Linked DNA regions of Mus musculus: all the other regions are linked to region 1. Evidence: chromatin contacts called from public promoter capture Hi-C data. All regions are on one chromosome and are shown on one strand. Each heading gives the region's core, a stretch centred on a gene start, on an enhancer-like site or on the middle of the called end of the contact. The rest is flanking DNA. Distances are from core to core; before and after follow the strand shown.

Evidence for each region. Promoter capture Hi-C pulls out the DNA fragments that hold promoters and counts their contacts.
Region 2: a promoter capture Hi-C map of the HPC-7 cell line shows a contact between it and region 1, with 5 times the contacts expected there. The contact joins the enhancer-like site here to the promoter of Srpk2 in region 1. A contact is called at or near these places in 16 of 39 promoter capture datasets (the 3T3-L1 cell line, the C10 cell line, the HPC-7 cell line and 11 more), 1 of 15 datasets of contacts at CTCF or cohesin (large pre-B cells), 4 of 484 Hi-C or Micro-C datasets (LSK cells, bone marrow-derived macrophages, hematopoietic stem and progenitor cells and 1 more), 6 of 115 datasets of contacts at active chromatin or transcription factors (the SCID.adh cell line, embryonic forebrain, embryonic stem cells and 1 more) and 2 of 9 other capture datasets (adipose tissue and liver).
Region 3: a contact with region 1 is called in a promoter capture Hi-C map of hematopoietic stem and progenitor cells, with 5 times the contacts expected there. The contact joins the enhancer-like site here to the promoter of Srpk2 in region 1. A contact is called at or near these places in 19 of 39 promoter capture datasets (the 3T3-L1 cell line, 3T3-L1-derived adipocytes, the C10 cell line and 11 more), 1 of 15 datasets of contacts at CTCF or cohesin (large pre-B cells), 11 of 484 Hi-C or Micro-C datasets (DN3 thymocytes, the G1E-ER4 cell line, the N1E-115 cell line and 7 more), 11 of 115 datasets of contacts at active chromatin or transcription factors (embryonic forebrain, embryonic limb bud, embryonic midbrain and 4 more) and 4 of 9 other capture datasets (adipose tissue, embryonic stem cells, liver and 1 more).
Region 4: a promoter capture Hi-C map of stem cell-derived epiblast-like cells shows a contact between it and region 1, with 4 times the contacts expected there. The contact joins the promoter of Tomm7 here to the promoter of Srpk2 in region 1. A contact is called at or near these places in 8 of 39 promoter capture datasets (embryonic stem cells, frontonasal cranial neural crest, hippocampal neurons and 4 more), 2 of 484 Hi-C or Micro-C datasets (both in embryonic stem cells), 4 of 115 datasets of contacts at active chromatin or transcription factors (effector CD8 T cells, embryonic stem cells, memory CD8 T cells and 1 more) and 1 of 9 other capture datasets (adipose tissue).

What each region holds. Positions count from the first base shown.
Region 1 is chr5:23,673,781-23,679,596 of GRCm38.p6, forward strand. It overlaps Srpk2 (serine/arginine-rich protein specific kinase 2), which reads right to left and starts at 2,187. Exons shown (of 16, transcript NM_001359173.1): 1 at 2,078-2,187; 2 at 1,940-1,994. The coding sequence starts at 2,093.
Region 2 is chr5:23,458,196-23,464,011 of GRCm38.p6, forward strand. Kmt2e (lysine (K)-specific methyltransferase 2E) reads left to right here. Exons shown (of 26, transcript NM_026984.2): 3 at 4,821-4,935. Among named protein-coding and RNA genes, the nearest start is that of Kmt2e, 27 kb to the left of the region's middle. Within about 2 kb of position 3,701, at least 50 of the 459 cell types and tissues checked have an H3K27ac peak or open chromatin away from gene starts, as enhancers often do. A contact at or near this core is called in the HPC-7 cell line, the SCID.adh cell line, adipose tissue and 2 more, where this site is marked.
Region 3 is chr5:23,498,196-23,504,011 of GRCm38.p6, forward strand. It overlaps Kmt2e (lysine (K)-specific methyltransferase 2E), which reads left to right. Exons shown (of 26, transcript NM_026984.2): 21 at 1-99; 22 at 1,087-1,397; 23 at 2,061-2,149; 24 at 2,256-2,381; 25 at 2,532-2,617; 26 at 3,329-5,816. The coding sequence ends at 4,852. It overlaps Srpk2 (serine/arginine-rich protein specific kinase 2), which reads right to left. Exons shown (of 16, transcript NM_001359173.1): 16 at 5,161-5,816. Among named protein-coding and RNA genes, the nearest start is that of Kmt2e, 67 kb to the left of the region's middle. Within about 2 kb of position 2,241, at least 30 of the 459 cell types and tissues checked have an H3K27ac peak or open chromatin away from gene starts, as enhancers often do. A contact at or near this core is called in cerebral cortex and hematopoietic stem and progenitor cells, where this site is marked.
Region 4 is chr5:23,841,486-23,847,301 of GRCm38.p6, forward strand. It overlaps Tomm7 (translocase of outer mitochondrial membrane 7), which reads right to left and starts at 2,660. Exons shown (of 3, transcript NM_025394.3): 1 at 2,486-2,660; 2 at 225-273. The coding sequence starts at 2,588.

The DNA of each region.
Region 1 (5,816 bases), core at 937-3,436:
TGTATGCAGCTGCCCATCAGACACCCTGGAACTGAGGATAGTGATGGTTGTGAACCATGATTTTGGTGCTAAGAACTAACCAGGTACCTCTGCAGGAGCAAGAAGCTCTTAACTACTGAGCCACGATAGCACTTTGAGGGGTGGGAGGGTGAAACAGGGTTTCTCTGTATAGCCCTGGCTGTCCTGGAACTAGCTCTATAGATCAGGCTGGCCTCAAAACTTACAGAAACTCTCCTGCCTCTGCCTCTCCAGTGTTGGAATTAAAGGTATGTACCATCACTGCCCCGGGGAAATAGAACTAGTTTTTAAAAAGCATAAACTATCAGAAGCCTACATTGAGTTTCAGCATTTTAAATATCCCATATCTGATATCTGAGCCAGGGAGATGGCTCAGGGTAACAGTGCTTATCACCATGCCTGACAATTGGAGTTCAATCCCACAGACCTACACATAACAGAGAATCAATCCTTTTCTCTTTCTTTCTTTCTTTCTTTTTCTTTTTTTTTTTTTTTCCTACAGACCCAGTATTCCCAGGTAGTCTCCCATCTGAATACTAACCAGGCTTGATCTTGTTCAGTTTCCGAAGCTATGGTCAGAGAATCAAACGCTGAAAGTTGTTCCTTGACTTCCACAGGTGTCAAGGCTCTTACACATCCAAACCCAAACACACACACAAAATAATAAAAATAAAAACCTTTTTTAATTTTCAATGTTTACCTTCCAATTTTCAAGTCTTTTTGCCTCCTAAAAATAGATTTCTTTCATATTTATATATCCACATCTTAGGAAATCCTATACATACAGTCAAGTTATATTCAATTTTGAATGAAGACAATCCTGCCAGTTTTCCTAGATGTCACCAAATGTGTGGGAAATCCCTGCTGGGCCAATACAAATTATAACCACCACCTAAGAGAGCAGAGGGTTATCCCACCCCTTGCAAAATAAAGATAGACAAATATTTCGTAATTTTATTAAAGGCGAATTCTGTCTTTCTCTATAGTACCAAAGACACCACACAAATTTCTTGCGCAAAAGGAACAGCGAAGCAAACAATGTGAGCAAAGATGTTGATAGCTGGTCCAGCAAACCCAGAGAGAGAGGAAAGAGAAACACGCGGCGGCGCTCTGACGCCTAGGAAAACCCAGCTCTCGGGGAAAGGCTTCTCCGACAGCAGCTGCCCAACTGGGCTGCAGGTCCAGGCTGGAGGTGGCTGGCGCTGGCACATTTGAAATATCATAGTCGGTGGATCCAGTCCGGAGCACCACGCGGGACCCGCCCGCGCACACACCCACAGCCCACTGCAGCAAGCGACCTGGGCGCAGCCGCAGCACGCAAGTAACGCTCGACCCGAGCAGAAAGTTTCGAATGAAAAACCCGAGCGCCGAAACGCACCGGTCCCGGAGCTGAACTCACGCCAGGAACAACGCCCGGAGCCAAACCACTTGACAAGCAGCTCGGGTTTTCAGCTGGCTGGCCCAGGCGGGACCGGGAGGTGGCAGAGGCGGCAGCGCACTGGCTCCCGCAGCCCAGGTGTCAGCCGCGCCGCCGCCTCCCTCCCGTGCCCACTATCCGACCCGTGCGGTACAGGCACTGGGGTGCGGATCAGGGATGTGGATAAGGGGCTCAGGATACGGATCAGGGACGCCGATCCGGGGCGCGGGATGAGGATCGGGGACGCGGGGCACGGGGCACGGGGCGCGGGGTCGAGTGCAGAGCCCGGGCGGCTCGCAGGCTGACGGGCCAGGTCGCGGCTCCGGAACCCGCGGCCGCGCGCCCCTCCCCCCACCCCTCCCCCGCCGGGGCACGTAGAGCCGGCGCCGCGTCCCGGGAGACCCACCGCCCGCGGCCCGGGGACCGGGAAGCTCTGCCTGCGCGGCCGCAAGCAACATTCAGCGAGGCGGGGCGGGGTCGGGACCAAGCGCCGCGCGGACTCACTTTTTCGGATGTTTCTCTCTTTTCGGCCTCCGCTTTCGGGCCTGAATGGCCAGCACTGGGGAGAGAGAAGACACATTAACGGTCGGGTTGGCCGCCTGCGTGCCGCGAGGCGGGGCGGGGGCCGCTCGCGCCGCTCACCTTTCCTGGAGCTCATTCCGACTCGGGGCAGCCAGGCGGGGGGCTCCGCGGCGGAGGCGGCGGCGACGCGACAGTCAGCCGCACCGGGATGCAGCCTCCACTCGCTCGCCGGCCGAGGAGGCGGGAACCGCGCCTGCGCCGCCGCGGCCTCTCCCGCGGGGGCCAATGAGACCCGCCCCCGCGGCCCCGCCCCGCAGCCCCGCCCCCTCCGCGCCCCCCTCCGCAGCTCTGGAGCACGGGGGTCCGGACCCCGGCCGCGCCCTTATCACTCGCTCGGCGGCCCACCTGTGCTGAAGGGCGGTTGCGCGCTCACGGTTCCCCGCGCCCACGGCCCCCTCGCCCACGGCCTCCCGCGCCCACGGCCTCCACCTCCTTGCTTTTACGGCCGCCGCAGGCCACCCGTTCCCGGGCACTAGGCCCAGCCGCCGACCCTTCCTCCCAGCCACCGCTCCGCACCCCGGCTGGTCGTGCCGCACGCCTCTCCATGCGCTCTTCCTTGGCCAGCGCCTTGGCGGGTCTCTCGCCACCTCTCTCAGGCGGCCTCCTCTATCCCTTTGCATCTCTACATCCTTGCATCCCTATGAGCGCCGCTTCCTCCTCTCCGGCGGGCGTGGAAAGGGCACAAGACCAAGAGCTGAGGAACCTGGGTCCTTGAGTGTCTGTGTGACCTTGGAGAAGTGATTTTCCTCTCTTTTCCTACTCCATTAGGCTGCGTGAGTTTAACGAAGGAAAGATGCACACAGCTTAAATGGAAAGTTTGTCACAGAAAGCCTAATTTTCTAAATACCATGAGATAAGAGCCTAAAACAGCAATCATGCCAAAAAGTGATTTTTTTTTTCTTCCTCCTATAATGGGGAAACTAAACCCTAAATAGGTCAAACAGTTCTACCAGCCTGTATTTCTATTCAGGCCTGGCTGGTTTCTCTTTCTGCCTTCCCAGGCTACCTGGTTTCTCTTTCTACCTTCCAAGGCTATCTAAGATGCAAATCACGCTGACTGACACGTAGTTACCACTTCAGTGTTCTCTTGTCTCTTTGAACAATTACAGTATCTTAAAGATACTGGTCCTGAACACTCAGTCCTTCATTGGTTACAATTGTATCGTTGAGTTACAACTGTATCACTGAGTCTTACTCTAAAGATGTCCCAACAAACAGGAAAGGCCGCTCCAAGTTTGAAAAGATTTTACTTTCTCCATTTTTTTTTTCAAAAAATCTGAAACATACAAGAAAAATGCAGTAATCGGCACTATTAACCCACATTCACTAGGTTTTTTTTAAACGTTTCTCCACAGTTGCTCTGTGTGTGTGTGTGTGTGTGTGTGTGTGTGTGTGTATGCATATGGTGTATTTTGCTGAGTCATTCAGTAGTTTGCAGACTGTTACCCTCCACCCCAAAAGATTTCAATACATATCTACTAAAAGCAAAGATTTTTTTTTTCTACATAATCAGAACGTTATCACTCTAAGAAAATCCAATAAAATATGTTTGGCGACATTTTTTTTCCAACCCAAGGTCATCCGTTACTGTTAGTGCCCATGTGTTTTTAAGTGTGTTTAGAATAATCCCTGGGTTGGGACTTTTTTTTTTTTTTTCTGATACTTTCCCTGAGTTCCAAGGCAGGCCTTGAATTTACAATGTAGCCAGTCTAAGTACACCTGCGTTGCAGGCCTCTTGCCTTACTTAGCTTCTCAAGTGCATGGAAGACAGGCATGCACCACTAACAGTGACTATTTTGAAGAATCTAGTTCTATTTTGCAGAATGTGCATCAGTTTTAATTTTGTTTGCCTAGTACTACAGTAAGGTTAGTAACTTAAGTGCGATGTATAGATGCATAGATGGTGTGTGACATCAAGATGTCAGTGTAGCCAGGCGTGGTGATGCAAGCCTTTAATCCCAGCACTTGGGAGGAAGAGGCAGGCAGATTTCTGAGTTTGAGGCCAGCCTGGTCTACAGAGTGAGTTCCAGGACTGCCAGGGCTACACAGAGAAACCCTGTCTCGAAAAATCTAAATAAATAAATAAATAAATAAATAAATAAATAAATAAATAAATAAATAAAACTTAAGAGGTAGAATGTTTACCAGAATGAAGTCATGGACCCTACCCAGGTTCACTTCCCAGATACCAGAAAAAGAAAACAGAAAAAAAAAAAAAAAACACAGATTATTGAGCATTCCGGAACTCTTGCATATTGGAAACATTAAAAGCTGTGTCAGCATCTAATGGAACTGCAAAATGGCATGTGGACATTCACTGAGGAAAAGCTGGTCAGTTCCTCAAAAACTAATCATAAAATTGCCAACGATTCCACCGATAGGTATATTTCCACAAACGTTAAAAACAGATGAATCTTTCCACAAGCCTGTGAAGCCAGCACAGGAGGCAAACAGAGACATGAGTTCAAGACTCGCCTGGGTTCTAAGCCAGCCAGTGTTGGGGATTTAATTTATGCTTACATGGAAATTCACACATCTGCTACAGGTCCTTGCCAACAGTTGATTATTTGACTGATCAATAAGGAGCCAACAGCCAATGGCCGGCAGGCAGATGAAGGCGGTACTTTGAGGATGCCCAAGAGGAAGCTGAGAGAAGCAGCAGAATCCCCAAGACTGGGAAGCAGAGAGGTCAGATTTAAGAGCCCCAGGGGCCACTCCCCTGATTGTGTCTGGGTTAACAGAGATAAAGTATAGATTTACCAAGTATTAAATTCAGGAATATTGGTCAGGAGTGGCCCAACCATTGAGCTAGTTAAGACATATCAAAATATAAAGGTTGTGTGTGTGTGTGTGTGTGTGTGTGTGTGTGTGTGTGTGTGTGTTTTCATTCTCAAATCCAGATAACTCTGGTGCTCTGCTGTCAAGAAGTGTGATCACCCAATCACCTGACAAGCTCAGAGCAGTGTAGCAGATTATTGCGACAAGCCAGGGCTGCTTGACAATTTCCTGAATTAAAAAACAAATCAATCTCTGGACAGGAAGATTAATATCTACAGTATAACAGTGACCAAAATGTACAAAGTGTGGAGTGTGGTGTTGAATGCCTGTAATATAAACACTCAAATAGAAAGAGACAGGAGGATGGTCACAAGTCCCAAGCCAGGCAGAACTAGAGTCCCAGTCACTGTTGTATTTCTGTGAAGAAACACCATGACCAATTCAACTCTTACAAAAGAAAGCATTTAATTGGGGACTTGTTACCGTTTTGGAGATTTAATCTCTTATGATCATTGCAGGGAGCATGTCAGCACACATGCACTGGATCAGTAGCTGAGAGCTAGTTCTTGCTCCTCAGGCAGAGGGGAAGAGGGGAAGCCTGGCATGTGGCGTGGGCTTTTCTCCAACACAACATCCAAACCCTTCTCATCCTTTCAAAAAGTTCCCCTTCCCAGTGACTAAGCACTCAAATACACGAGTCTCTGGGGGCCATTCTTATTCAAACCATCACATTGTACTCTCTAACCCCCATGGGCTTATAGATATACCAAAGGCAAAAAAATGTATTCAGTCCAACTTCACAAGTCCCCATAGTTTATCACAGTCTCAACACTGTAACCTCCCCCCAATAAAGTCAAAATGAAAAAAGAAAATCTCATATTTCTAACATACAATGGCCCCGGATATACATAACTATTCCATAAATAAGGACTGGGAGCACACTGAGGAAATACTGGACCAAAGTGATACTGTAAACCAACAGGGCAAACTCCAAACTGCAACTCCATGCCAGAGTGCCCTT
Region 2 (5,816 bases), core at 2,451-4,950, 210 kb before region 1:
AGCACTTTGCACATTGTATTTGGTTTCTGTCTCTGCCTATTCTAAGTCCCTCTTATATGGGGAATCGTAAAATGTTTATAGTTTTGTGCCTGGCTTATTTTACTAGTGTGAATTTTAAAAACCACGTGTGCACGGTTATGTACTCAGGAGTGCAGCTGCCCTGCAGAAGACAGAGGAGGGCATCAGGTCCCTCTTGAACCAGAGTTACTGGTGCTTTTAAGCCAACTGATGTGGGTGTTGGGAACCAAACTCTATTCTCCTGGAAGTACACACTCTTCCCCTCACCCCCACCCCCACCCCTTTAAGCTGGATAAATTGAATACTTTAAAAAAATCCTTTTTAATTTTTTGAGATTATAAAATAAATCATTTGCCCTTTCCATTTCCTCTCTCTATGCCCTCCCACACACCCCTTTCTCTTGCTCTCTTGAATTTATGGCCTCTTTTTGTTAATAGTTCTTTGTGTGTGTGTTAAGTATTGAATAACCAATTGATGTGCTCTTCCTTAGGGAAGACTATTTCAGCTGCTCTCAGCATTCCTTAGTTGCCTGTAGTTGTTTGTGTGGGGTTGAAGCCCTTTGGTCTTTCCTCTATCAGCTTTGGCATGTTGTTGTCTCATTCAGCTCATGTTTAAGTATTAATCTTGGTGAGACTTCATGGGTGTAGGTTCTGATAATTACTTGGAAATGCTGTCTTAGCAAACTGTGACCCTCTGGCTCTTACAGTCTTTCCTAATACTCTCTCTTGGTGTCCCCAGCCTTACCTGGGGGAGGTTTTGTAGATGTGTCCATTGCAACTGGGCTCCACAGCTGTGCATGTGATTGCTTGTGTTTTTCTGTAATGATCTCTGTTTCTGGGAAGTTTCTTTGATGGGGGTGAAGGGTGGTGTGAGGACAAATATTTAGAATGTAGTTAGGGATTATACTGGATTAGTAAAGTGGTGGTTATACGTTCCTCTCCAAGATCTATGACTTTACTAGCCCTGTTTGTTTAAATAATTTTTTTAGTACATTTGCTTATTTGTTGTTTGCTTATGTATGTGTCTGGACTCCAATGCCACCATGCATCTGTAGAGGTCAGAGGACAGCTCTCAGGAATCTGTTCCTTATTCTACTTGTGGAATTGTATCATGTTGTGAATCGTGACAAGTTTCTGTTCACGGAGCTATCTCACTAATCCTAATGCAATTTATTGATGACACATTATGCCTATGTATTATCTAGGCATTTATGTAGGCATGTAAATTAGCTATATAAAACAGTAGCTACTATAGACACAAAATATTTTTTGTTATTTTCTTAGCCCTGCTGTTAAGAAAGCTTTGTAATGTTTTAGGAGATTTTAGAAGGAAATGATTATAGCAGCTTGTTACTATTAGTTTTTACTCAACTATTATTCATATGCAAGTTTAGTAAGCCTTCTTAGATTTAATAATTTTCTGATTGAACATTGAAAAGATTTCTAGTTTCATGAATGAATATTGATATAACAGACATGTTAAATCAGTGGTCTATGTAAGGAAGTGTTCTATCCTAAGGAAGTTGCTTCCTTTGGATAAATCCCTCAAACTGGTGCTACTGAGTCGAATGATGTTTGTTAAACTTGGAAATCCCCTTGCCTTAGCCTCACGAGTACTGATCTTTCTATTTTAATTAAATGCTGTATTATAGTTAAGGACAATCATTAAAAATGTCAACCAGGAGTAAAAAAGCACTTTCTGTTTAAGCCCAATGGCCTGAGTCCTATCCTCTGATCCCCAGAGGAAGAAGAGAATAAAAGTCTGCTCCCCATATGTGTGGTGACACTTGTACAACCTGTATAGCACACATACATATCACACACGCAACAGTAGTAAACATTTTAAAGTAATAAATGTCATTCAATATTTTTTTTTTTAAAGATTTATTTATTCATTATACGTAAGTACACTGTAGCTGTCTTCAGACACTCCAGAAGAGGGCGTCAGATCCTGTTACGGATGGTTGTGAGCCACCATGTGGTTGCTGGGATTTGAACTCCTGACCTTTGGAAGAGCAGTCGGGTGCTCTTACCCACTGAGCCATCTCACCAGCCCGTCATTCAATATTTTTATAACATGTTTCCTTGTTTTAAAAATTGCTTTCGGCCAGGCGGTGGTGGCGCACGCCTTTAGTCCCAGCACTCAGGAGGCACAGGCAGGCGGATTTCTGAGTTCAAGGCCAGCCTGGTCTACAGAGTGAGTTCCAGGACAGCCAGGGCTACACAGAGAAACCCTGTCTCAGAAACCAAAAAAAAAAAAAAATTGCTTTCAGTGCACCCTCAAGATGACATGTATGTAACAGTGCTCGCACCAAGCATGATGGCCTTAGTTGGCTTCTTAGAATCCACATGATGGAAGGAGAGAGCTGACTCTCAAAAGGTGCTCTGTGATCTGTGTGGGTACCATGTTACCAAATGTACACACAAGCACACATTAAATAAATACATTTAAAGTTATTTTAAAAACTACTTGTAAGTACAAAAATTCAACACAGAGATGTTCTTAAAACCTTCTGCTTTCTTACATGGCCTTTCTTTCTCGTCACTATTGCAGCCATGTTTGCATCGTGATACTCTGAAAAGTATTTTGCTCTTTCACATACTTGAACTCATCTACGTTTACCTGAAAACTTGATTTCATTTCATTAGCTACTCCACATTACCAGTTTTACCCACATTCTTCAGGAACAGTGTAATTAGATTATACACTTAAGAGTGAGTCTTCTACTTTTGCCACACTTCCTTCGCATAGCTTTAATGATGGTATTATAGATCATTGCTGTAATTCAACTTTTTTTTCCAAGTTAGGCAGGCATGGTGGTGTATGCCTGTAATCTCAGTATTTAGGAAGTGGAGGCAGGAGGATTAGGAGTTCAAGGCTAGGGTTAGCTACATAGTGATTTCTAGCTTGCACTACATGGGATTATTACCCACCCTCACAAAAGGAGGCCAGCATGGTAGGTCACTCTGTCATCTTTTTTTTTTTTTCCTGTTTTTTTTTTTTTTTTTTTTTTTTTCCTGAGACAGGGTTTCTCTGTGTAGCTCTGGCTGTCCTGGAACTCACTTTGTAGACCAGGCTGGCCTCAAACTCAAAACTCCGCCTTCCTCTGCCTCCTGAGTGCTGGGATTAAAGGCGTGCGCCTCCACACCCGGCCACTCCTGTCATTTTAACAGTCAGAAACCTGAGGCAAGAGGCTCAGTGGTTAAGAGCACTGGGTTCTTCCAGAGGACCTGGGTTCAAGTCCCAATATCCACATGGTAGCTCAAAACTCTCAGTAACTCCAGTTCCAGGCAATCTGTCCAACACCCTCACACCGACCTACATAAAATAAAAATAAATCATTGAAAAGAAACCTGAGGCAAATAAGTAATCATTATAAGAGTAAGGTATATATGTAAGTAAATATAAGATATTCTTAGTTTTTAAAATGTATAGATGTATTTATAACATAAAACTAGAAAGGGATACATGGAGTAAATGTTGACATGGTAATGGAGGAAGATTTAATGTTTTGCATTTATAAGTACTTTTGTATTTAAATTTCATACATGAACATATTCTAATTTTAAAACTATGAGACAAATTTAACAGATACTAGTTTTCAGACTACCCTGAACCTATTGGAGATTGTAATTTGCAGGATGACTCAGCAATCTCATTTTGTGCTTCTTTCTACTCATTGTGGCACACTGGGTCTTATGACATCATCCATTTGGCACTAACTTGAGCTTATGTGAAGGTCGGCTAAGAAAGTAGCAACTGTGAAAGTTGTTTTTATCCTGCTGGTCTCGGGACCAATTTAGGGAATTAGGAAGTAGGATAAAGATTGAAATAAAGGCAAAGAAACAGATTGTCTTCTAGATTTGAAAAGGAGAGACTTGACCTTGGCTGTTAATTTACCACTACACTGATCAATAGCCATTAGATAAAATTGGGCTGGGATGAGGGGGTGTCGGTATGAATAAAGAAGTTGGGAAAATGGTATAGTTAAATGCAAGGGCAAGGAGCTTTCAAAGCTGCAACAGTTTGGGGGTTGCTACTCTCAGCACTATTAGCAATTGATTCATTACCTACACTTAACTCATGGTAGGCCAGACCTAAACGCTACTCATTACACACAGCTGCTTGTATTTTTCAGGTGTAAATCTGGTTCAATGTAGGTTCCCTTTTCTTTAACTTACTGACATTTTCCAGAGTCTGTTCTACCTCAGCACATTCAACACATATTATTTTGATCATTGAAATGCACACTTAACATTCAAGCCAGAGTCTGTATAGACTCTCTCTTTAGTTAGTCTTACTTAAAACCATTCTGTCATTCTGGCCACCCCTTTGCATGTTTCTTACTGGGTAGATGACATAAAGCTTGGTCTCTAGTAATTTTGAGGTTTTGGGTTTTTGGGGTTTTTGTTTTGTTTTATTTTAGCCATATTTTACTTGTAGCCCATGCTGGTACTGAACTCTTGATTCCCCTACCTCAGCTTCCCACAGTGCTATGATTACAGCCTAGGCACCATCATCCCCAGCACTGGGCACTTTCTAAACGACAGGAAACTGGAATTGAACTTGGCATTAGGATATTTATTTTATTAAGTAAAACTTTGGTTAAGATACAGTCTCCATAGGATGAATGGACTCACAAGCTGTGCACATACTATAAATAGACATTGTATTTGTTTTGACAATATTTTAATATAAGCACCTGATCAATTTTAATAGATTAAGTAATTACATAAATTATTTTAATAGATGAAAACAGAAAAGTGAATGGAATTCTAATTGCTGGAACTTCTTTCCTCTAGACCGGAATCCGTAGAAGCTAGCCCTGTGGTAGTTGAGAAATCCAACAGTTTTCCCCACCAGTTATACACCAGCAGCTCCCACCACTCACACAGCTACATCGGTCTGCCCTATGCGGTAAGTAAGTGTCAAAGGTTTGCTCACACGGGCTTCTGGAGAGCTGCAAGTTAAAAGGAGATGTATGTGGTATTGTGCTTAATACTTAAAAAGCATAGCTGGTTTATATTTTCTGTGTAATTAACTATATAGTTTATACTTTGACCTAACAATGCTATATTACAATACAATTGTTGTATTTATGTTGGTATTTTTTAACCTCAATGAAAAGACTGGATAAGGTTACATTGTATTATGTACTATTAATTCTAAATTATATAGTAATTAGTAAATTATGTAGTTATTTTTTCTAAAGGTTTATTTTTATCTTTTTTTATTTGTTTGTTTGTTTTTGTTTTTTGAGATAAGGTCTTTGTATAGCCCTGGAACTAGCTGTGTAGACCAGGATAACCTCAAACCCAAGAGATCTGTAGATCTTTGCTTCCCCAGTGCTGGGAGAGGCACACACCTGGCTGTTTTTATCATTTTTAATTATGGTGTGTGTCTGCATGTGGTTATGTAGAGTATAAATGCTTAAGGAGGCAATTGGGTTCTTAGTGGCTGGAGTCACAGTGGTTATGTGATTCTGAGAACATAAGTTGAGTCCTCTGGAAGAGCAGCGCGTGCTCCTTCCTAACTGTTGAGATGTCTCTTTGGGTCCAGCTTGTTGTTATATATCTCTTTATGTTGAATATATGCATTTAACATATGTACATATGGATGATATATACATGTATGTGTGTAGGTGTATGTATATATACATATATAGGTATATATGTGTGTGTGTAGCTCATTTAATCCTTAAAACGAACTCTTGTAAGGAACTTTTCATCCCTGTTTTATAGCTGAGAGGATAAAAACTTAATCCCTTAGTTTATTTCAAATTGAGGGTTATCTATATT
Region 3 (5,816 bases), core at 991-3,490, 180 kb before region 1:
ACTTCTGAAGACGGGCTTGCCTCTGGTTTTGGACGGACTGTTAATGACAATTTGATCGACGGGAGTTGCACGCCCCAGAATCCACCACAAAAGAAAAAGGTTATAATTTAACAATTTATAGTCTTTATAATAGTGGGTTTTTTACTTTACTCTTAAGGGTTATTGGTAGTTACAGCATGTGTTACGTGAGGCATTTTGTAACTTAGTTATGTAAATTAAGGTTTTCATATGTATATTTTTTAATTTTTTTGTAAATAATTTGATGTTCCTAAGAAAGTAAAAATTATGGTGATATGAAAACTTCTAAGAAATGTAGTCTGAGATAAAAGCCTCAAGATGATTTTTTTTTATGAAGCAAGTAACTTTTAAAAATAAACACCTCCACCAAAGCAATAGGTAGATAATACTTACTCTTATTTCTCTTATTTTACATTGAGCAGGCAGCCTTGGAGAGAAGAAATGCCTCTTCACCATCATAATACTTACAGTATTTAGGCCATGGATGTAAGAGTATTTTCAAAGTATGATACTGCTTGCTCAGATTCTATCTTAATACAAAAGTATCTAATCTTGACACAGTTAGAATGCCTTATTTTTCAAGATTGGGAAAAACAGCACTTATTTGTTTAATAGGCTTAACTGCATATAAGTCAAAGCATTTTAGTGATATGTGCTTTTAATTTTTATAACAGAGTCCAGTTGGCAACTTTGTGGGAAGCAATGTAGTATAGTGGAAAGAGCACGGGCTTTCAAATAAGACCTAGGTTCGAATCCCGGCTCCAACACTCACCAGCTGTGTGACCTGGAGTGAGTGAGTTACTCAATTTCCTCATCTGTAAAATGGGGATGATAATATAACCTATTTCTTAGGGTTGTTGTGAGGATTAAATGAGATAATGTATATAAATCATCTAAATAAAATGCCTGACATATAGTAGGCATTTAATAATTGTTAATTATTTATGGAAATTCAATTATTTTCATAATTTTTCTAATATAAATGCTGCAGTATCCTTTTTTAAAAAAGAAAATTGATTCTGATACACAAACAAGAATAAGAGATTTACTTTTTCTTTCTTGTCTAAGGTTTCTCTATTAGAATACCGTAAGAGACAACGTGAAGCTAGGAAGAGTGGGTCTAAGCCAGAGAACTTTGCTTTGATTAGTGTGTCACCTCACCCGAGTGGGAGCCTGAGCAGCAGTGGCGACGGGTGTGTCCACAGCAGTGAAAACGGGGAGCAGGCAGAAAACCAGGCTAGCTTGCCTTTACCACCGCCTGCTGCCGCCGCCGCCGCCACCGCCGCCGCCGCTTACAGTGCCTCTTCTGAAGAAGGCAGCAGTAACTGTCCTGTTAAAGACGCCAATTCCAGTGAGAAGAAAGACCCAGAAGTTCAGTGGTAAGTCCCTTCTACAATGTGCCACTATGCAAGGAGAAAAACCTGTTAGAGAATTCTTCTACCTGTTTGCTGTTTTGGAATGATAAAATAGACAGTGGTTGAAGGTGATCACCTCAGAAGCTGTGGCTGTGAACTATGTAAATATTCCTTCCTGCAGAACTTGTCACTCCAGGCAGTGTCCTAGACAGTTTCTTTACCTCCCCTACCAGTTAATTTTGGCTGAAGCAGCAGTTTTACTGTTTGAATAAGAGCACAGCAGCTGCATTTAAGATGGGTCTTGGCAGCCATGTGAAAGACGGCTCAGTCCCCAGTCTGACTGACCACTCTGACACAGACACTTGGATTCTGTTGGAAGGATTTTGCTCCCTTTGGCAACCTAACATGACCTTAAAAATGTTAACACAATATTTCCAGCTTACCCCTCTTTCACCAAGAAATTGCCAAAGACAAATGTTAGTCTGATTTCTTTGAGTAAACCGTAATAAAATCTCAGTTTGGAGCATGGTTAGCAATGTAAGAGGCTATTTTTAAAGCTTAACCCCAAAGTTTTGTCTCATTATAGCAAACTCCTTCATCTGAAGGACATTTTGCTCATCGGGAGACAGAAGAGTCAACCTAGCTGGTGACAGCTTCTCTGACCTTAGGATGTGTTTTCTTTTAAAGGACTGCCTCCACTTCAGTGGAGCAAGTGAGAGAGAGAAGTTACCAGAGAGCCTTACTGCTCAGTGACCACCGCAAAGACAAAGACAGTGGTGAGTGCGCTTGCTTCTGCTCTCCCAATGCTTCTGCCTGCTTGTGCTCTGCTCCCTGTGAGCGCACGCTAATGGTCTCTCTGGGTCTGCTCTGCTTCATCCATAGGGGGAGAGTCACCATGTGTCTCATGCTCACCGAGTCATGTTCAGTCTCCACCTTCATCTCATTCAAATCACATTCCCCAGGTGCACGCTCAGAGCCTAGCTCCTTCTTTGAGTGAACTCATGGCAGGTCAGTAAGCAGATGACCGACCTATCATGGTGATTATGTTAAAGTGCTTTATAGTAAGAGAAAGAACTGTGTACAGTGAGCACTCTGTGTGTCTACAAGAGGCAGTATGTCTTGTAATCTTATTTACTGTAGGTTTCTTCTCCCTTACAGACCCTGATGCGGAAGGTACAGAAGCCACAAGTACAAGTGAATGTCCATCCCCTGACACTTCTCAGAGCCCTTCTAAAACAAGCAAGGTAACGACACTGACCTTTCAAGTCTGGTCCCTCATGGAAGTGGTGGAACATCAGACTGACTTTTCCCTGCCACATCAAGTGTCCGTTTGTGGTCTCTGTACTCTTCCTGTTTTCTCACTCTTGTGTTGAGCTGTGTGTACAGACAGTCCTGACTTAACCTTGCAGTTTTCTAAGTACCCTTCCGTAGTCAACATTTCTCACTCAAATTTATTCCTGACTTCATGGGATACTCTTAAGGACCTGCCAAGCAGCACTCCGTATGTCAAAACTCAGGTGACATTCATCCGGAATAGACTGTTCTCTCTATCCTGGTCTGTGATGAGCTGGTGGGCCTGCAGACCACTGTAAAATTGAGGGCCACACTGGGGTTACCCTTGGAAGTAAAAAAAGCATTTTAAGGCTAAATGGTTTAATGAACAATTTTTGTTTATTCAAAGCAGTTTATCTTTAGTTGGGTAAAGAAATTATATGAAATCAAAATTTGATAAGTTTTAAGGTTGTCAGAGGCTGAAAGTTGTTTGAAGAAAATGGAAAATAGGGACCATCAGGTCTAGAGAATGTATTTAAGCTTACACAAATGGAAAACCTTACACAATGTACTGAGAAAAAAAAAACTCACCGTTGTCGTCCTCACACTGCTTCCTGCCCTCTTACTAAATAACATTAAATTCCAGTGACATTCTCTCATACTTCTTTTTTTTTCCTTCGTAGCCTGGTTCACCAGGGCCAATCAATCCTGCTCAGTCACATGGGAAAATACTCACAAAACCAGATAGCCACTGGGAGGCAACTGCCACTGTATCAGAAGCTGACAACAGTGTTCACCAAAACCCAGAGCCTCAGCACAGACAGCTGTCAAGTAACACCCCAGCACTTTCTCAGAACCATGCTCCTCAGGCCCACGCTCTGAGTGCGAATGATCAACTTCCGCAAAAGCTGCCTTCTGCACCGACGAAGTTGCACTGTCCTCCGTCACCTCACACAGAAAACCCTCCCAAGTCCTCCACACCTCACACCCCCGTGCAGCATGGTTACCTCTCGCCAAAGCCTCCTTCACAGCACTTAGGATCTCCCTTCAGGCCTCACCATTCACAATCACCTCAAGTTGGAACTCCTCAACGAGAGACTCAGAGAAACTTTTATGCAGCGGCACAGAACCTTCAAGCTAATCCTCAGCAGGCAACTTCTGGAGCGTTATTTACCCAGACACCCTCAGGACAATCTTCAGCAACCTACAGTCAGTTCAACCAACAGAGTCTCAACAGCACGGCCCCACCCCCTCCCCCTCCTCCCCCTCCTTCATCCTACTATCAAAACCAGCAGCCCTCTGCAAACTTTCAGAATTATAATCAGCTAAAAGGTAGTCTTTCCCAACAAACTGTGTTTACATCTGGACCAAATCAAGCACTTCCTGGCAGCACCAGCCAGCAATCAGTTCCTGGACATCACGTTACTCCAGGGCATTTTCTGCCATCTCAAAACCCCACCATTCACCATCAACCTGCTGCTGCTGCTGTGGTCCCGCCCCCGCCCCCACCCCCGCCCGCTCCAGGACCACACCTCATACAGCAGCCAAGCTCACATCAGCAGCACTCTGTAGCACATGGAGTTGGGCCAGTTCATGCTGTTACCCCTGGGTCACACATTCATTCTCAAACTGCAGGACACCATTTACCACCACCCCCTCCACCACCTGGTCCTGCCCCACATCACCATCCCCCACCCCATCCTACCACGGGACTGCAAAGTCTACAAGCACAACACCAGCATGTAGTAAACTCGGCACCCCCGCCCCCTCCCCCTCCCCCGCCCCCTCCCCCAGCCAGTGTTCTGGTTTCTGGGCATCATTCAGCATCAGGTCAAGCCTTACACCACCCACCTCATCAAGGACCTCCACTTTTCCCTGCAAGCGCTCATCCAGCTGTCCCGCCGTACCCCTCACAAGCCACACATCATACCACTTTGGGACCGGGACCCCAACACCAGCCTTCCGGAACAGGGCCACATTGTCCATTACCAGTTGCAGGTCCTCATCTCCAGCCCCAAGGACCAAACAGTATTCCAACCCCTACTGCTTCAGGGTTCTGTCCTCATCCTCATCCTGGCTCTGTGGCCCTGCCACATGGGGTGCAAGGACCTCAGCAGGCATCGCCAGTGCCTGCACAGATTCCAATTCACAGAGCACAGGTGCCGCCGACATTTCAAAACAATTACCACGGTTCAGGGTGGCATTAAAATGGACTCCAATAACATTTTTTAAAATGTTCTGTAAGATAAACTGTATATTTCATATGTACCTGTTAAGGTACTTTTTAAAGCTTGTACATGAAACTTTGTATAAAAAAACAAAAACAAAACAAAAAAAAAAAAACAAAAGCAAACACCAGTGCTCTTTCATTGTATCTTTCCCATTTTTGCTTTTTACACTTCCTTATGAAATGTGCTCTTAAGCCAGCTGTAGGTATCTTTATTTTGTAAGTGAACATTCCAACTGTTTTTCTGACCATAGATCTGATGATACATGACCTTTAAATTTCATTGTTGCAGTTAAATTCATTTAATGAATATTTTCTGTATTATTTTATACATATGCATTAAGTATACAGTTAAAGAAAGCACTAAGGATTTCCTTTTTTTTTTATGGTCAGCAGTTATTTGAGTGCATCTTAGGTCTGAAAATGCAATACAGGTTTTTATGATTTGGTGTGGACATGGCTCATATTGTTTTATCAGTTTTTTGCAAGCAAAATGTAATTTAATGTATAGATAATTTTTAGTGTCTCCTGACAGACTGTAAATACTGAATTTCCTTTGCGTATATAATTGCTCCCGCCCTTTTCATTTGGAATATAGCACTGTACATATGGCAAGTCTGCTGCAAACGTGTGATCTCTGTGAAAGTAGTACAGCACATGACCTTTCCTTTTTATTTCAATACGCTGTCACATTGAAGCACTGGTTGGGCATTTTAATTCATGTTAATAAACCACAATTATGTCAGTTTTACTAAATTGTTCTGTACAACTTCTGAGATTGAGGTCTGCTTAATGATTTTACAAAAGTTAAGATTTTCAAATATAATTTGTAAGTAAAGAATCATTCATTTTCTTCGGTAGCTGCTACCTCAGCTGCACTGCAGGCTACCAGCAGCCGATCTGGGTGAGTCTCACGGTCCTCTCTACTGCTTGCCTTTCCTTTA
Region 4 (5,816 bases), core at 1,410-3,909, 170 kb after region 1:
GTGTATCATTATGGTTATAACATAGTAAGTAAAGATTTTTAAGGTGGGAGGAAGAAAGGAAAGCAGCTACACAATAATTAATACAAGCTAGGCTAGACCACAATACTTCTAACAACCCAAGACTGTAATGACTGGTGACGTTATGGGTCATCCACTTCCTAATGACTTAATACCAATTAACATATGAGCATCTGTCTTCAAATGTTGATATTCAAGAGCATTACCTTAAAACCGACGGTTCAGGCATTCCAGGATCTGCACCCCTTGTAAATCCTGAAGGAAAAAAAATAAGAACTTTCAAATGAAACAATTACGAGTCCAGCAGACAAAATGTCTACAATCCAATCTGGGACACCCGTCTCAGCTGACTTGTGCTGCTGAAGGTTTCTAGTTTCCACCAGAAAGTGGAGCAGCAACCATGACCATTCGTTCATCAGAAAGGACAGTTGTTTCCACTGTGCAGTTAGCAGATCATCTTAGCATGGCTTACTTTTACAGTCACTCCCAAGACTATTACAAGTCCCAAATCACACTGGAAAACTCCAAAAAGCTTAAAGAAAGAGGAAAATGACACCTTTTCTGAAAGAGTAATTGAGAATATCTTACTTTATCTTCCACAAACTACTCTCTTGATAAAGCAAGCCTCAAGATAGAAAAGGAGGGAAAATAATTTAATATTATTTATCTACCTATTTAGAGCAATATACCTTTACTATTTAAATACAATTTAAACTCTGTTGATGATATATATTAATTTCCTGAATAAATGATTAACAGGCACACAGGCACATACACAGAAGTGCTGGGAGGGCAGCCCTATCAGCATCAATCTTAAATTCCCTACTGGATGCCATGACAAGCCCCAGGAAAGGAACCAATGTGAAGCATCCAGTTCTCAGACCCAAGATTCTGACAAGTAGCTACAGCTTCTAGCTATGGACATAGCTGTGCACAACTTTAACACATTGTTCAGAAGTTGAAGGCAGGAGGAGCTTGAAATTACAGCCAAGCCAGCCTAGGCTGCATGAAAGGGGCTCATCTGGCGGTGGTGGGGGCAGAGGTGTATCTCAAGAGGAGAGCCTAGTGCACCTGTAGTTCCAACTACACCATAGATGAGGCTGAATTGCGAGTTCACCCAGCCTTACCTACAGGCAAACTATGAAAATGGAGCGGGGCTCAAAGAACTGTATGGACAACCCGGCCTACAAAAGTAGAGCCAGCAGTGGGTGGTGGCGCACGCCTTTAATCCCAGCACTCGGGAGGCAGAGGCAGGCGGATTTCTGAGTTCAAGGCCAGCCTGGTCTACAGAGTGAGTTCCAGGACAGCAAGGGCTATACAGAGAAACCCTGTCTCGAAAACAAACAAACAAAAAACCCCAAGCAAACAAAAAAAGTAAGCTGTCACAATTATCTATCTGATACCTATATAATATCACTGTCTGAGATTTTCTTTTCTTTCAAAATAGAGGAGAAAAGAGCTGTATGTGACGGTGCAGGCCTGTAATTCAAACACTGGAAAGGTAGGGAAAAAAAAAAAAAGAGAACCAGGAGTTCAAGGCCAGCTTGAGCAACATGAGGCACTGTCTCATCAGTAATACTTAGGAACACCAAGAAAAATACTTGTCCTATCAAAATATCCAGGTTATCACAGCTCACATACTTCTCACAGGTACAACAGCTGCCTGGAGAAATGTCCAGCCTAGTTAAAGGCTCTGCCAAGACTACAAATGAATGTATTTTATCTTATATAATGCAAGTCATGTAAAACAAACGAGAAGCAGCACCTTGTGAGGGTCCTGCTTTAATGAGAAACGCCAGATTCCATATTAGAGCTCTGAGACCTGGAGCTAAAATCCTCTGCTGTTTACCTTACGGGATGAATAAGGCAATTAAGATAAAAAATTGTAAAACTACTCAACCAGGAACAGAACCAGTTCCAGAGTGTAGCCCTAGGTGAAAATATTTGCCTGGACACTTGGGCAAGGAAAGTACAACTTTATGGCTGTCTTTCCCTGCAAAATGGGGTCTGTAACTTTCGGGAGAAAAAAAAAAATCACCGAAATCCTTCATTATACAAGAAAAGCGTAGGCATCCAATGGTCACAATCATGCTTTTAGGCAGTGACGTTTTAACCTGGTTACCGTCTTCCCACTTAGGCTAACCTACAGGAGGGAAACGTTCTAAAAGTCAAATAGAGGATTAATCTTTCTTTAGGGGTCATATAAACCTAAAACCAATCTTGAAAGGTCTTGCTTTTATTTTACAGATTTAAGTAGGGAATATAAGGGATTGTGTGACTGGTTAAACACTACTCAAATAGCTAAAAGGAACTGGAAGATGGTTTTTCGAGCCCGGGCAGACAGCCTCGGAAATCGTGGACAACGCGGAGGCCGGGTTTAATTTCCTAGCCCCGGATGGCAAAAAAGGAGACTCAGACCCCACCAACCCCTGCCCTGCGGCTCCTCCCAAGTTCTTCAATCACTGACCCAGGTAAATCACGAGAGGAATAAAGCCCCAGCGGATGGCAAACTGGCCGCCCTTGAAGAGCTGCTGCAGCCTCTGTTTGGCTTCTTTGCTCAGCTTCACCATGGCGACGACGGACCAGCGGAACGAGGAGCCCAACAACCACCACCGTGTCCGGATCCCGGAAGGGAGAGGAGCTGCGCATGCGCCACGTGGGGCCTTTACGGCAGGAGTCGTGAGGCATCGCCGACAGAGGCCGTAATCCGTCGCCTTCCAGCAACCTAGCTCCGCCTTGCGGGTTCACTGCTCCCGCCTCGTTTTTGTTGTTTTATTGTTGGGACGAATCCGGCTTTTCCTGGAGGGGCGGGGCGGGAATTGTCTTTCCAGATAGGGGCTCCCTGTTTAAGACTTTGCTGCCCTTGAACCCATGGAGCTGCTACTGCATCAGCGTCTCGAGTGCTGGGATTCAATGCGCGCTGTTTGCTGAAGATTGCCAGACGCGCTCACTTGAGGCCTACTTTTTTATCTACAACTACCTTTATTTTTTTCCAGCATCTTTCCAGAGTTTTAAAGCACACATCCCAGCGATGATCTTTGAGAAAGAAGGAATGTTATTTTATATACTGTTCTGTTATCTTGGCTAAGTTCCTTACTATCCCAGAATCAGTTTCTTCTATGGCTGCTAAAACCGGACGTCACCGGGCACTCTTCCAGGTTTCCTTCTACTTTGCACCCGTTCTCTGTTTTTCATTTAACAACATTTTCAAATCTGGGAAGTTCGCGTGAAATCTGGGTTTATTTGTCTGTTTTTCTTTGACACTTCTGGCTTCTAGACTTACATCTCAAGGACTGCCAAGGAACTTAATGAGATCACTGGGCACAAGGGGTTCATGGGAGTTAAGCTACATTTTTACTATAAAGGAAGTTATAGACTTTTGTGTGTGAGAGTCCCAGAAAACTGCAGTTTACATCTGGGAAGGAGTAAAGTCAGATATGCTTAAGCCTTGAGTGTGGTCACTGTTTCAATATTCTTAGTTGAAAATAGTTCTGTATAAAAGGAGTACTGCCCCGTAACAGCAAATGCTGTTAAATGTCAGGGGAGTCTTTGCTCGGCTGGTGGGATTCTTCAGCCAGACGGGACACCTTTCACTTCCCATGTCTCCTTAATTCTGTCTTTCTCTCCTGCCCCACTGCATTCATCCTCAAAGAATACATTTTTATTAATACAATGCAATGAAAAAAAAAAACCAACAATAAAGAACATAGGTGTAGAAAATGCGACTCTAGGATCAGAAGTGCCAAGATTTTAGTCGAATTCTGCAATTGACTTGAAATAAGAAACTTGTGAATTGGCTGATCCCATAGCAAAGCATCTAATTAGTTCACCATGGTTACTAGGAAAGCAGTGCTCTGATCCTAAAATGCAGTGATGTAAATGAGCCAAATGAGAACAGAAATTTTTATGCATCTTGTTTCTCAAAATACTCTGTTTAGAAATACACAATAGAGGGGTTGGGGATTTAGCTCAGTGGTAGAGTGCTTGCCTAGCAAGTGCAAGTCCCTGGGTTCGGTCCTCTGCTCTGGAAGAAAAAGAAGAAAGAAGAAAGAAAGAAAGAAAGAAAGAAAGAAAGAAAGAAAGAAAGAAAGAAAGAAAGAAAGAAAAGAAAGAAAGAGAAAGAAAGAAAGAAAGAAAGAAAAGAGAAAGAAAGAAAGAAAGAAAGAAAGAGAGAAGAAGAAAGAAGAAAAGAAGAAGAGGAAGAAGAAGGAAGAAGAGGAAGAAGAAGGAAGAGGAGGAGAAGGAGGAGGAGGAGAAGGAGGAGGAGGAGGAGGAGGAGGAGGAGGAGGAGGAGGAGAAGAAGAAGAAGAAGAAGAAGAAGAAGAAGAAGAAGAAGAAGAAGAAGAAGAAGAAGAGAAGGAGAAGAAAGAAAAGAAAGAAATACACAATAGAGCTGGGCGTGGTGGCACACACCTTTAATCCCAGCACTTGGGAGACAGAGGCAGGCAGATTTCTGAATTCAAGGCCAGCCTGGTCTACAGAGTGAGTTCCAGGACAGCCAGGGCTACACAGAGAAACCCTGTCTCAAAAAACCAAAACAACACCACCACCAACAATAACAAAACAAACTAACATATTCAGCAAAGATCCTAATAGGAACACAAAGGCCAGAGAATCAGGGGCACTCAGCTCTTACTCACCTTAGCCATCTTTCAGTCACTTCTTTGTAAAACTGTTTATTATTATTATTATTATTATTGTGTGGTGTGTATGTGTGTGTTTGTGTGCATCTGTGTGGTGTATATGTGTGGTGTGTGTGTGTGTCTCTGTGTGTGTTGTGTGTGTGCATGCTGTGTGCTGTATATGTATATGTGTCTGTGTCTGCATGACTGTGTGGTGTGTCTCTGTCTGTGTGTGTGTGTCGGTGGTGTGTGTGTGTATGTATGTGTATGATGTGTGTGTGGTGTGTGTGTGTGTCTGTCTGTCTGTGAGGAATGATGTGTGTGTATGTACTTGTGTGTGTCTGTGGTGTGTGTGTGTGTGTGTATGTATTTCTGTCTGTCTATCTCTGAGGTATGTGGTATACGTATTTGTGTGTCTGTGGTGTGTGTGTGTCTGTGTGTCTGTCTGTGAGGTGTGTGGTGTGTGTGTGTCTGCCTGTTTGGGAGGTATGATGTGTGTGTATGTGTCTGTGTGGTGTATGTGTGTGTCTGTCATCCTGTGAGGTGTGTGGTGTGTCTGTCTATGAGGTGTTATTTGTGTCCTTGTAGTGAGTGGTGTCTATGTGTGGTGTATTTGTTTCTCTGTATGTGTCTCTTTGTGTGGTGTGTGTGTGTGTGTGTGTGTGTGTGTGTGTGTCTGATTGTCTGTCTGAGAGGTATGTGACATGTATGTGTCTGTGATGTGTGTGTCCGTGGTGTGTGGATATGTGTGGGTCTGTGGTTTGTGTGTGTGTGTGGTGTGTCTATGTGCATCTGTGGTGTGTCTGTCTGTCTGTGAGGTGTGTGGTATATGTATGTCTGTGTGGTGTGTGTCTGTGTAGGTCTGTGGTGTGTGTATATCTGTCTATGAGGTGTGAGGTGTGTGTGCATGTGTGTGCATGTGCATGTGTTTGTGTGTGTGTATACAAGCACATGCCATAGTGTACGAATGCAGCTCAGAGGAAAACTTTGAGATGTCTTTCTCCTCCTTCCACCCTTCCATGGGGTCTGGGATTGAACTTTTCAAATACTGACCCACTGATCCACCTCACTGCGCACTTCTCTGCCCTTCTTTCCTCTCTGTCCTCAGCCCTGCTACTTCCCGATTATTCTCAGGGATCAGAAAGTTGATAGTTGCAACAATATATCTTCACATTG